2 separate regions of the Bos taurus genome follow, and region 1 is linked to region 2. A link is a contact called in public Hi-C data. All regions are on one chromosome and are shown on one strand. Each heading gives the region's core, a stretch centred on a gene start, on an enhancer-like site or on the middle of the called end of the contact. The rest is flanking DNA. Distances are from core to core; before and after follow the strand shown. Region 1 overlaps SNX25 (sorting nexin 25). Region 2 holds the start of CFAP97 (cilia and flagella associated protein 97).

What was found. Hi-C and Micro-C count contacts between places; a contact is called where the count stands out from the background.
Region 1: a Hi-C map of liver shows a contact between it and region 2, with 2.6 times the contacts expected there. The contact joins the enhancer-like site here to the promoter of CFAP97 in region 2. A contact is called at or near these places in 2 of 11 Hi-C or Micro-C datasets (both in liver).

The regions. Positions count from the first base shown.
Region 1 is chr27:15,557,036-15,561,928 of ARS-UCD2.0, forward strand. SNX25 (sorting nexin 25) reads left to right here. Exons shown (of 18, transcript NM_001192758.2): 2 at 344-560; 3 at 4,750-4,893. Among named protein-coding and RNA genes, the nearest start is that of SNX25, 5.6 kb to the left of the region's middle. Within about 2 kb of position 2,371, at least 2 of the 102 cell types and tissues checked have an H3K27ac peak or open chromatin away from gene starts, as enhancers often do. A contact at or near this core is called in liver, where this site is marked.
Region 2 is chr27:15,519,331-15,524,593 of ARS-UCD2.0, forward strand. It overlaps CFAP97 (cilia and flagella associated protein 97), which reads right to left and starts at 3,628. Exons shown (of 5, transcript NM_001045999.1): 1 at 3,562-3,628.

The DNA.
Region 1 (4,893 bases), core at 1,121-3,620, 36 kb after region 2:
TGCTTGTGTTGAACAGAAAAAAGCAACTTCCTTGTGATTTCCACCCATCTAGAGCAATTTGAAATTAAACACCCAATCAGGGAGTTGGGTACCAAGATAGACTATTTAAAGATTGGGCTATCCAAGAAAATCTAGTACCTCAGGTCTCCACACCCCCAAAATTCGAGTTAGATAAGAATCCCTCGTTTTGAAAGGTTTCAGGAAACAGTGTGTCTTCCCTTGTTTTGCTCTCCACTCTTTATATTTTAAAGCGACTGTTAAGTAGCAGCAGACAGCAGGAGCGCTCTCTCAGTGTCTGCGGCCCTTGCCCGCGTTTGACGCGTGGCCTTTCTCTTCCTGGTAGTGTTTGACTACAGCTACAGAGACTACATCCTGTCCTGGTATGGAAGCCTCAGCAGAGACGAGGGCCAGCTCTACCACCTGCTGTCCGAGGACTTCTGGGAAGTCGCCAGGCAGCTGCGCCACCGGCTGAGCCACGTGGACATGGTCAAAGTCGTCTGCAACGATGTCGTGCGAGCTTTGCTCACTCACTTCTGTGACCTGAAGGCGGCGAGTGGCAGGTAGCTGTTACAGTGGGAACAGCCTCTCCTCCCTTTACTCACGTTAAAGTATTTTCCTTGTTGAGAAAAGGGGTCAGAGTCTAGACAGAACTCTAGCATATTCATCCTCTTTTTGGTCCTTGGCTGGAAATGTTGACATTGTGGGGAATCATTATAATGTTCTGATAGAGCAAATAAAAAAATTTTTTTTACCAGAAAACCACTGTATAGACCTGTTTGATTTTGTAAATAGCTGAAGCAGTGAGATTAATTTTACAGAGCCAGCACTATCATGAATTTATTTAGTAGCGTTAAAGGTGCCTAGAAACAGAACATTTAAATATAGTTGTTATGCACTCTGAAGAGTGTCAGTGAGTTTTCAGTTTTCGAGAAAGTTTAAATAAAGTTCATGTTTCTTTTTGTGAGTCCTGTGTTAAGAGCTCTGTTGCATCACAGTATCCCAAAACTTGATTTTTAAAAGGAACTCCGTATTGGAGCATGCAGGCCATGATTAGAGAAGGTGTTTTCATGTGAAAATTGCCAGTACTCAGGCTTGTCAGCCTTTTGTACTATTAGCCAGGAAAAGTTCGTGCCTGAGAGGTGACTCTGCCTTTGGAAGAAGACTTCAACAAGACCTCGGTGCTCATAACAAATCGTTATTCCCTTAGGTTTGCTGATAGGATCCTAAACGTCTGTCTCACTCTTGTTGAGTGAGAGCGTGACGACTCATAGCACCTCTAACCTGGCCATAAAGAGCAGTCTCACTGCAGCGAGTAGGCTTCTGCCTACTGGATACAGTCTCAGTTGGAGTAGGAGCAGGGTCCCAGCAGTTTCTGGGGCCTCTTCTCACTGATACAGCGCTGCCTCTATTTTAGGGGAGAAGAGAAAGTATTTGCAAAATATGTAAGGGGATGAGGAAGCAGAGGCATCCTCCTCGGGCAGGTGGTAGCTCTCCTCCTTCCTTAAGAAGCCCTGTCTTGTGGATTGGTCTGCGAGTACTTGCTGCCCTGCCTGTGAGGTTGTGGGGGCTCCTGGCTGTTAAGCAGGGTCGTGAGACAGCAGCTGTCCAGGAGTCATCTCTCTCCCCACGCTCACCCAGCTTAGGTTCACGAGGCCAGAATCCACAGGGCCACCATATGCCTATTCTTTTCCACTCACTGCCCCCAGTGTTTTTTGCAAACTTTTTTTTTTTTAAACTGATTATTTTGCATTGGAGTATAGCCGATTGACAGTATTGTGATAGTTTCAGATGGGCACCAAAGGGACTCAGCCATGCATATACATGTATCTGTTCTCCCCCAAACTCCCCTCCCATCCAGACTGCCACATAACATTGAGCAGAATTCCCTGTGCTATACAGTAAGTCCTTGTTGGTTATCCATTTTAAATAGAGCAGTGTGTACATGTCCACGTTTTTTGCAGATTTTAAAAATAAAACGGGGGATACATTAAAAAATTTTGTTAAACTTTTTATTTTGTATTACAATATAGCGGGTTAACAGTATTGTGAGAGTTGGGAATACTTTTTATATTATGATCCAGTTTCATCAAATAATGCTCATTACTTATGATAACTTTGATTTTCTTTTTTTTTGTTGTTCTTTACCATTTAAAAAATGGCATCTGAGATTAAATTTTATCTTCTTCTTTGTGAGTCCCAATCCACAGTTTGAAAAATTTACTGTGGAGCAGTGGTTTTCAGTTTTCCTGGTATAGGAATAGCCCTGTGCTCTTGAAGGTTGTCGAGGACCTGAAAGAGCTTTAGTCTGTGTGGGTTACGGCCGTCGGGTCCCAGGGCTGGCTTGTGCTGGCGCAGGAGCAACCCTGAGGTCAGTGAGGACTAACTTGTCACTTTGTAATTGGCCACGGCGGGAGTACTGACCCCGTGAAATGGGGCAAATGCTCCAAATGGGAGCTTTTCTCCCCTTTGCAGAGCCAGTTGTTAAACATTTACCAGCTCAGCACTCATCGTATCTGTCAATATTTATCATATCAGATATTAAACTAAGACTTTTTTTTTAAGTGTAAGAATGCACAGTATGCTTTCCACTCACCGTCAAGAGTGACAAGGTCACCACACAGCCTGTTGCCTCTGGGAAGCTCCACTACAACTTGTGAGAGCAGGCAAGACACGTGGAATCATTTCGTTGCTGTGAATAGGGTTTGGACCTCACAGACCCCCTGACAGTGTCTGGGGGACACACGGGAGCCTGCAGACCACCCTTTGAAAACCATTGTTTTTAGAGAAAGTAACTTCCAGTAAGGAGGGGGTATGTGAACCGATGAGGAAGTTATAAGGGTCACCTCGCTGGAGTCTCAGAAGCTTCAACCTCTCCTTCTGAGTGTTCTGAGCCCCGTGCAGCACTTGATCGGCTATGGCATCCGCTCCATAAAGCGCTCCCTAGTTCTGTCTGGTGGATACTATTGTCAGTGGAAGCTCATTTTAAGGTATTTAAATTATGGCTCAATAAAGGACAGTATTTTTAGATCATTGTTTTATTCCAGTTAGAAGACTGATGAATTTAGGTTTGGGAGAAGAGCAAGTGGTTAGAGAAATGGAGTGTTCTTATGATTATCTGATTTCAACATGAGAATATATTTTTCATTGAGACATTTATTTACCAGCTTGCGAAATGACTGCCTTTGTGGATTATATAAAGATATTATGAGTAAGCATCAGAATAATAGAAACAGAGACTTGATTGCATTTTAGAAGTGCCTTCTGTTTGGACCTCCAGTTTTCTTGTGCCAAGGATAGATTTATTGGTGTCTGGGCTGTGCCTAGAAGGTCTAGTTGATGATTCTTATTAAAGGAAGGAACTCTATCACTGTTCTCTGAGATTATGAATATTTGGAAAAGTGCCAGTAGGTCACTGGTGTTTTGCATATAGATGGTGGTGCCTTGGAGGTGAATGCTGGGGATCTAATATCTGATTGTGCATCACCTTCTACACATCACACAATGAGACTGGGCAGAAATGCATCTAGGTTCTGTGGTTATCTCTGCACTCACCTGCCCCAGATAAACTGTGCCTTCGCCCTGGAAATCGCCATTGGGGTGCAGATTTCCATTGACTGCAAAATGACAGTGGCGGCCAGGAGGCACCCAGTTGAATTGGCCACAGTCAGGCAAGAGAATAATAAATTGCATTAATAAAAGCAACACATCCTCTGGTTGACTGTTGGGCAATTGTGTGGCGGCAGCTTTCCGTTCAGCCTGTGTTTATTTCCCAGCCAACATGCTGTTGGCTGCTCTAAGTCAATCCAGATCACACTTAATTCTTGCCTGTTTCCTCTTTCTTTGCCCCATCTGTCTTGTTCTAGCATGTTTCAGGGAAATTTAAAAATGATTGTTTTTATGCTGTTAAATCAATAGCATTTTTAATTTCATAGCCTCCTTTTTACAGTCTGTGTATTCTTTTTACTCACAAAGCCCAGGCATGCTGTTTAAGGGACAAAGTAATGCTTTTCTTCACATATTTTTCTCTTTATCTCTGAATTTTTTTTTTCCTTTTCATCTTAATCTCTAATTCTGGCTTGTGTTAAAGAGTTGGGGATGTGCGAGTCAGAGCAGAACTTGAATTACTTCTACCATTAATTACCTCTGTGACTTTGGACTGTTCACTTGATCATTCAGATCCTTAATATTCTCATCTGTAAAATGGCGATGATAATATACACTTCTTGATGTAGGTGGGAAGATTAAGTAATACTGCACATATGAAATGTATGGAAGGTTAACGTCCTTTTGCTTACTCAAGGCACGAGAACCGAGAGGTAAGTACTAGGAATTGCGGTAAGGACTCTGGCAGAAGGATGCTGTCAGGACCTGGTGACCCTGGTTTATGCTTTGTTAGATTTTTTTTTTTTTTAAAGGAAACTCTAGATGACATTTAAAAAGAGAGCTAGAAGATTTTAAAATCTAATTAAAGAGACACTCACCCCTTTCTGGGTAGTTGTTGCTACGATTTGGGAGTTCTGTATAACCGTTCATGCTACTTAAGGTTAGAAATCCCAAAAGCCCATTTTTCCAGATTAATCTGTGGTTGAAAAAATTATTGACTATTGATAGTCTAAGAGTGAACATAGTTGTTAAAACTGAGTGTGTTGCCCATTTGAAGTTTTTTTTTAACCTAATGGTACATGACCAAATTGTTTCTAGAAATTTCTTTCCTTCCTTTTCCCTCTGTTCATGTATTTATTTTTTCAGACATGAAGAGCAGCCAAGGCCTTTTGTGTTGCATTCTTGCTTGAGGAACTCAAATGATGAAGTAAGATTTCTGCAGACGTGTTCTCGGGTTCTGGTGCTCTGTCTCCTTCCTTCGAAGAATGTCCAGTCTCTCAGCTTACGCAT
Region 2 (5,263 bases), core at 2,378-4,877:
CTGCCCTCAATTTTTCTCAGCAGCAGAGTCTTTTCAAATGAGTCAGCTCTTCGCATCAGGTGGCCAAAGTATTGGAGTTTCAGCTTTAACATCAGTCCTTCCAATGAACACCCAGGACTGATCTCCTTTAGGATAGACTGGCTGGATCTCCTTGCAGTCCAAGGGACTCTCAGGAGTCTTCTCCAACACCACAGTTCAAAAGTATCAATTCTTCAGTGCTCAGCTTTCTTTATAGTCCAACTCTCACATCCATACATGACCACTGGAAAAACCATAGCCTTGACTAGACGGACCTTTGTTGGCAAAGTAATGTCTCTGCTTTTGAACATGCTGTCTAGGTTGGTCATAACTTTCCTTCCAAGGAGTAAGTGTCTTTTAATTTCATGGCTGCAGTCATCATCTGCAGTGATTTTGGAGCCCAGAAAAATAAAGTCAGCCACTGTTTCCACTGTTTCCCCATCTATTTCCCATAAGTGATGGGACTGGATGCCATGATCTTAGTTTTCTGAATGTTGAGCTTTAAGCCAACTTTTTCACTTTCTTCTTTCATTTTCATCAAGAGGCTCTTTAGTTCTTCTTCACTTTCTGCCATAAACCAGTAGCCTTAGGTAAATTTAAGTGTTAACCTAGGTAATAAGGATTCAGAACTTTGAACTGACTTGTGACTCTCTATCCCAAACTGAGCTTGTGATCAAACCACCTTTCCAAAGACAGTAAAGAGTTTCCCAGGTATTTCTGGCAAGGAGATTGACAAACCTGGGGTAGCAACGTACAACTTGCATCATATTCTGCTTGGTCAAACCACCTTTTGGATGGCACTTAGCTTTGAGTACTATGGCAGAGTCTAGAATCTGAGTTATGATTAATGGTTTACCGACCAAAGGCTCACAGAAATAAAAGAAATAACTAAGGGAAAGGGTGTGTTCAGATACTTGAAGAGTAGTGATATGAAACAGACTTGAGAGCTATTATTTGCAGCTCCAGAGGCAGAACTTGCATCAACAAATAGAATGCATAAGAAAGCTGTTCTGGGTTTAACATTAGAATTGCTCAAAAATGGAATGAGCTCCCTTCAAGGATTATGAGCCATAAGTCATCTAGCCACAAGTCACTAGATATTGTTGGAGCAAAGACCAGATGGCTATTTGCTGGGGTGCTGCAGAGGGAATTTGTGTGTATGGAGGATATGACCTTTTCCAACCCTAACATGAGCTAGGTCTAAATCCCAAAGTCTATCCCTAAAACAAATGACTACAGATACTTCTTCGAAATCTGTTTTTCATAGCTGTTTCCCACCTTTCCTGTCTTCTTACCAAACTGGGAACTCCTGGTACCTTGCTCATCTTTATATCCTAGCGCCTAAAGTCAGACCTGACAAATATTAGATATTCAAATAATGTTTATCTGATGAAGGAGTTTGGAGTTAGGAGATTTAAGATTGAGCCAGCTATGTAGGGCTTTCCAGGTGGCGCAGCAGTAAAGAATCTGCCTGCCTATGCAGGGGACACTGGAGACATGGGTTCAATTCTTGGGTTGGGAAGATCCCTTTATAGGAGGAAATGGCAACCTGCTCCAGTATTTTTGTCTGGAAAATTCCATGGAGCGAGAAGCCTAGTAGGCTACAGTCCATGGGGTTGCAAAGTTGGACATGACTGAGCACAGCCAACTATGTAAGCAGAAAAATCACCTCTTTCACCTGAGTTTTTTTCCTGGATAGTTTTCCATAGTTGTCCTTCATTCCCTTCCTACCCCACACACTAGAAGCAACTATCCCCTTATCTGCATTTACAAGATCCCTGTGAGTGTGAAAGTCACTCAGTTGTGTCCAACTCTTTGCGACCCCTTGGACGGAAGTCTTTCAGGCTCCTCTGTCCATGGAATTCTCCAGGCAAGAATACTGGAGTGGGTAGACATTCCCTTCTCCAGGGGATCTTCCCAACCAAGGATCAAACTCAGGTCTGCATTGCAGGTAGACTTTTTACCATCTGAGCCACCAGGGAAGCCCCACAAGGTTCCTGTAGTCCCCAACAATTGTAAGCATCTGTCTCCCTACATGGTCACAGTTCATGAGAAGGGGTGCAGAGATCAGTGTCTGGGAGACTTTTCAGGTTTAGATTTAGGTTCCTAACATCCAACACATGGGTTATTGTAAGGACTTAAACTTCAGGTTTTTCTAGTAGTCATGTATGGATGTGAGAGTTGGACTATAAAGAAAGCTGAGTGCCAAAAAATTGATGTTTTTGAACTGTGGAGTTGGAGAAGACTCTTGAAAGTCCCTTGGACTGCAAGGAGATCCAACCAGTCCATCCTAAAGGAAATCAGTCCTGAATGTTCACTGGAAGGACTGATGCTGCAGCTGAAACTCCAATTTTTTCGCCACCTGATGTGAGGAACTGACTCATTAGAAAAGACCCTGATGCTGGGAAAGATTGAAGGCAGGAGGAGAAGGGGATGACAGAGGATGAGATGGTTGGATGGCATCAGCAACTTACTTGATGGACATGAGTTTGAGTAAGCTAGAGGAAGCCTGGTATGCTGCAGTCCATGGGGTTGCAAAGAGTTGGGATATGACTGAGCAACTGAACTGAAACATTCAGGTGACTTAATGAAAGGAAAAAATATCCAACTGTCCCAACCACTAAGCAGTCCTTTTGATAACCTTCACTTTAGTTAGTGAGATTCAATTTACATTAAAGAGTAATAAAAATATGGACTTAATAAGATAGTAAAGTTTCTCTTTATAACATATTGGGAAAGCGTAAAAATCAAATGACAGTTCATTAGGCTGCAATAACCCTGCTGATACTCAATGAGGACAAGAACTTGCCAAAGCTGCCCAGGAGTCATTTACACACCCATGATTCGTAGAGCCCTTGCAGAACCAGCAATACAAATACCAACGCTTTCGCCTTACATCAGGAAAACACACAGAGGAATCCGGCATTTTTAACTGTCATTTTAGATACTGGGACGTGACGTTTCTGTAGTTAAGACATATGATTTGGTCCAAAGAAGGTAACCTATTGGATACCCGAAAATCTCAGCCCAAAGGAAACACCTGTCTTCCAGGATCTGAGGTTCCTTACACTACCCCCTCCGGACCCCACGAAGTAGCGGATAACTGACATCCCCCTCCCTCCTCTGAGTTCAGGGTCAAGTTCCGCGGAGGTGAGCGGGGGAGACCTGAGTCAGGATCTCCCGGGACGGGGGGCGGGGGGCTATCACATCTTAATTCACTGCCGACCCCGACCCCACGCCACCCGCAAACGCGCCCCGAGGTCAGGCCCGGCCATCCCAGAGCGGCCGACGAGGGGCGCTGGCCCTGCGATCGCGCCAGCCCTGGACGCCTCCGTGTGGGTTACACCCGCTTAACGACCGGCTGCCAGGGCCGCAGAGGCGGCGGGGCCCGGAGGACTGGGGAAGGGAGGGGGGCGGCCCGGCCAGTCCGCCTTCCGCATACCGATCCTGTGCGCTCGCCGCGGCCTGGGCCCCGGAGAGGGGAAACGGATCCCGAACGGGGGGCGGGGGGCGCGGAGGAAGGGTCGCTCGCGCGCAGCTCACCCGGCGCCGCAGCCGCAACCTCCTCGCGCCGCCGGCGTCCCGGCCGTGCGCCCGCGCGCGCGCTCCTGCAGCCCCTCCACGCGGCCCCGGAGGCCGCCCGAGCTTCCGGAGGCGGAGAGAGCGGAACGGGAAAGGAGATCGCCTGCGCCCGCGCCGCTGGTCCCGCGGGAACCGGGCGGTGCCGGAGGCTCCTCGCGGCGGGCGTCACAGAGCGCGGCGGGCCCGCCCCGCGCCCCCGAGCCTGGCCAGCGGGCCCCCTCTCGGATGGAAAGGGACGCGGGAAGAAAGTGACCTCCGGACCCTCGGCTGTGCCCTGCACCGCCCAGGTGTTAACTGCTGCCGCCTCCGCTGCTAACGAGGAAAGCCGCTTTGATGGTCTTGTGATGTTGTACCCAAACAGCAACTGTAATAATAAATATGGAGGCAGCTAATATAAATATGCTTATATCAGCAAAGTTCAGTTTAAACAGCCCTGTGGCCCAGGGGCTGGTAAACACGTGAGAAAGTCCTCTGACTACCGGTAAATGAGATGGGTAGTTCAAACAATCTGAGAAAAATGATCTCCGTCCACTGTATGGAATGCAGCCCTTTTTCGTGTTTGAACTCGCAAGCACATAGTAGGTGCGACAGAGCAGTGGCACCCCACAGATGCCGGCCTGCTAATCCCAAACCTGTGGGAACATCAACCTAGGTTAACCCAGGTGAGGTCAATGTAATCCCAAGGGTCTTTATAAGAGGGGAGACAGGAGATTTGAGGACAGTAATAAAAACAAAACATGGCCATGGATGGAAGCAAGAGCTTGTAGTATACACCGTGGTGACTACAGTTAATCCCTGCTGTATATTTGATAGAAGCTGGAGATTCCCCATGGACAGAGGAGCCTGGTGGGCTACAGTCCATAGGGTTGCCAAGAGTCCGACACCAATGAAGCAACTTGTCATGCACTGGAAACTTGACAAAGGGAAGAAAAAGGATTCTCCCCTTGAAGCCTCCAGAAGAAAAGCAGCCCAGGTCACACTTTAATTTTAGTTTTGACCTCCAGAACGGTAAGATGAATTCATGTTGTTTTAAACCACTAAGTTTGTAGTAATTTGTTATAGCAGCAACAGGAAATTAATACAATAGGTACCCAATATTTTTTACGTAAAAGTATAGAGAAAGGAACGCCTGGTAAGCCATATCATGCATGCCCAGTCACTTCAGTCGTGTTTGATTCTTTGCAACCCTGTGGACTGTGAACCTCCCCCTGATCGTGGGATTTTCCAGGCAGGAATACTGGAGTGGGTTGCACCACTTCAGGGAGTGTTGCTATGCCTTCCTCCAGGGAGTCTTCCCCACCCAGGGACTGCGCCTGAGTCTCCTGCATTGGAAGCAGATTCTTTACTGCTGTGCCACCTGGGAGGGGGCCTTCACATGGATTTAAACATGGAGAGATGTAATTGATTGGTTCCAACGACCGACAAGGCTGAGCACACGTGTATGTAGGCCCCCTCTTATTTAATTCCTGACTGGGCCAATATGATTTGCTTTGGCCAATGGAATGTTAGCAAAAGCTTAAAAAGAACTTGTATATCACATCTCTGACATGGTCATGTGAAGAGACCCAAGCAATCTCTTGAAGGATGAGAACTCAGGGAGCAGAGACAAGCCATGTTAATGGAGGCTCCATAGCCAGAGTAGTCCTAGCTTGTGCGCCAGGAG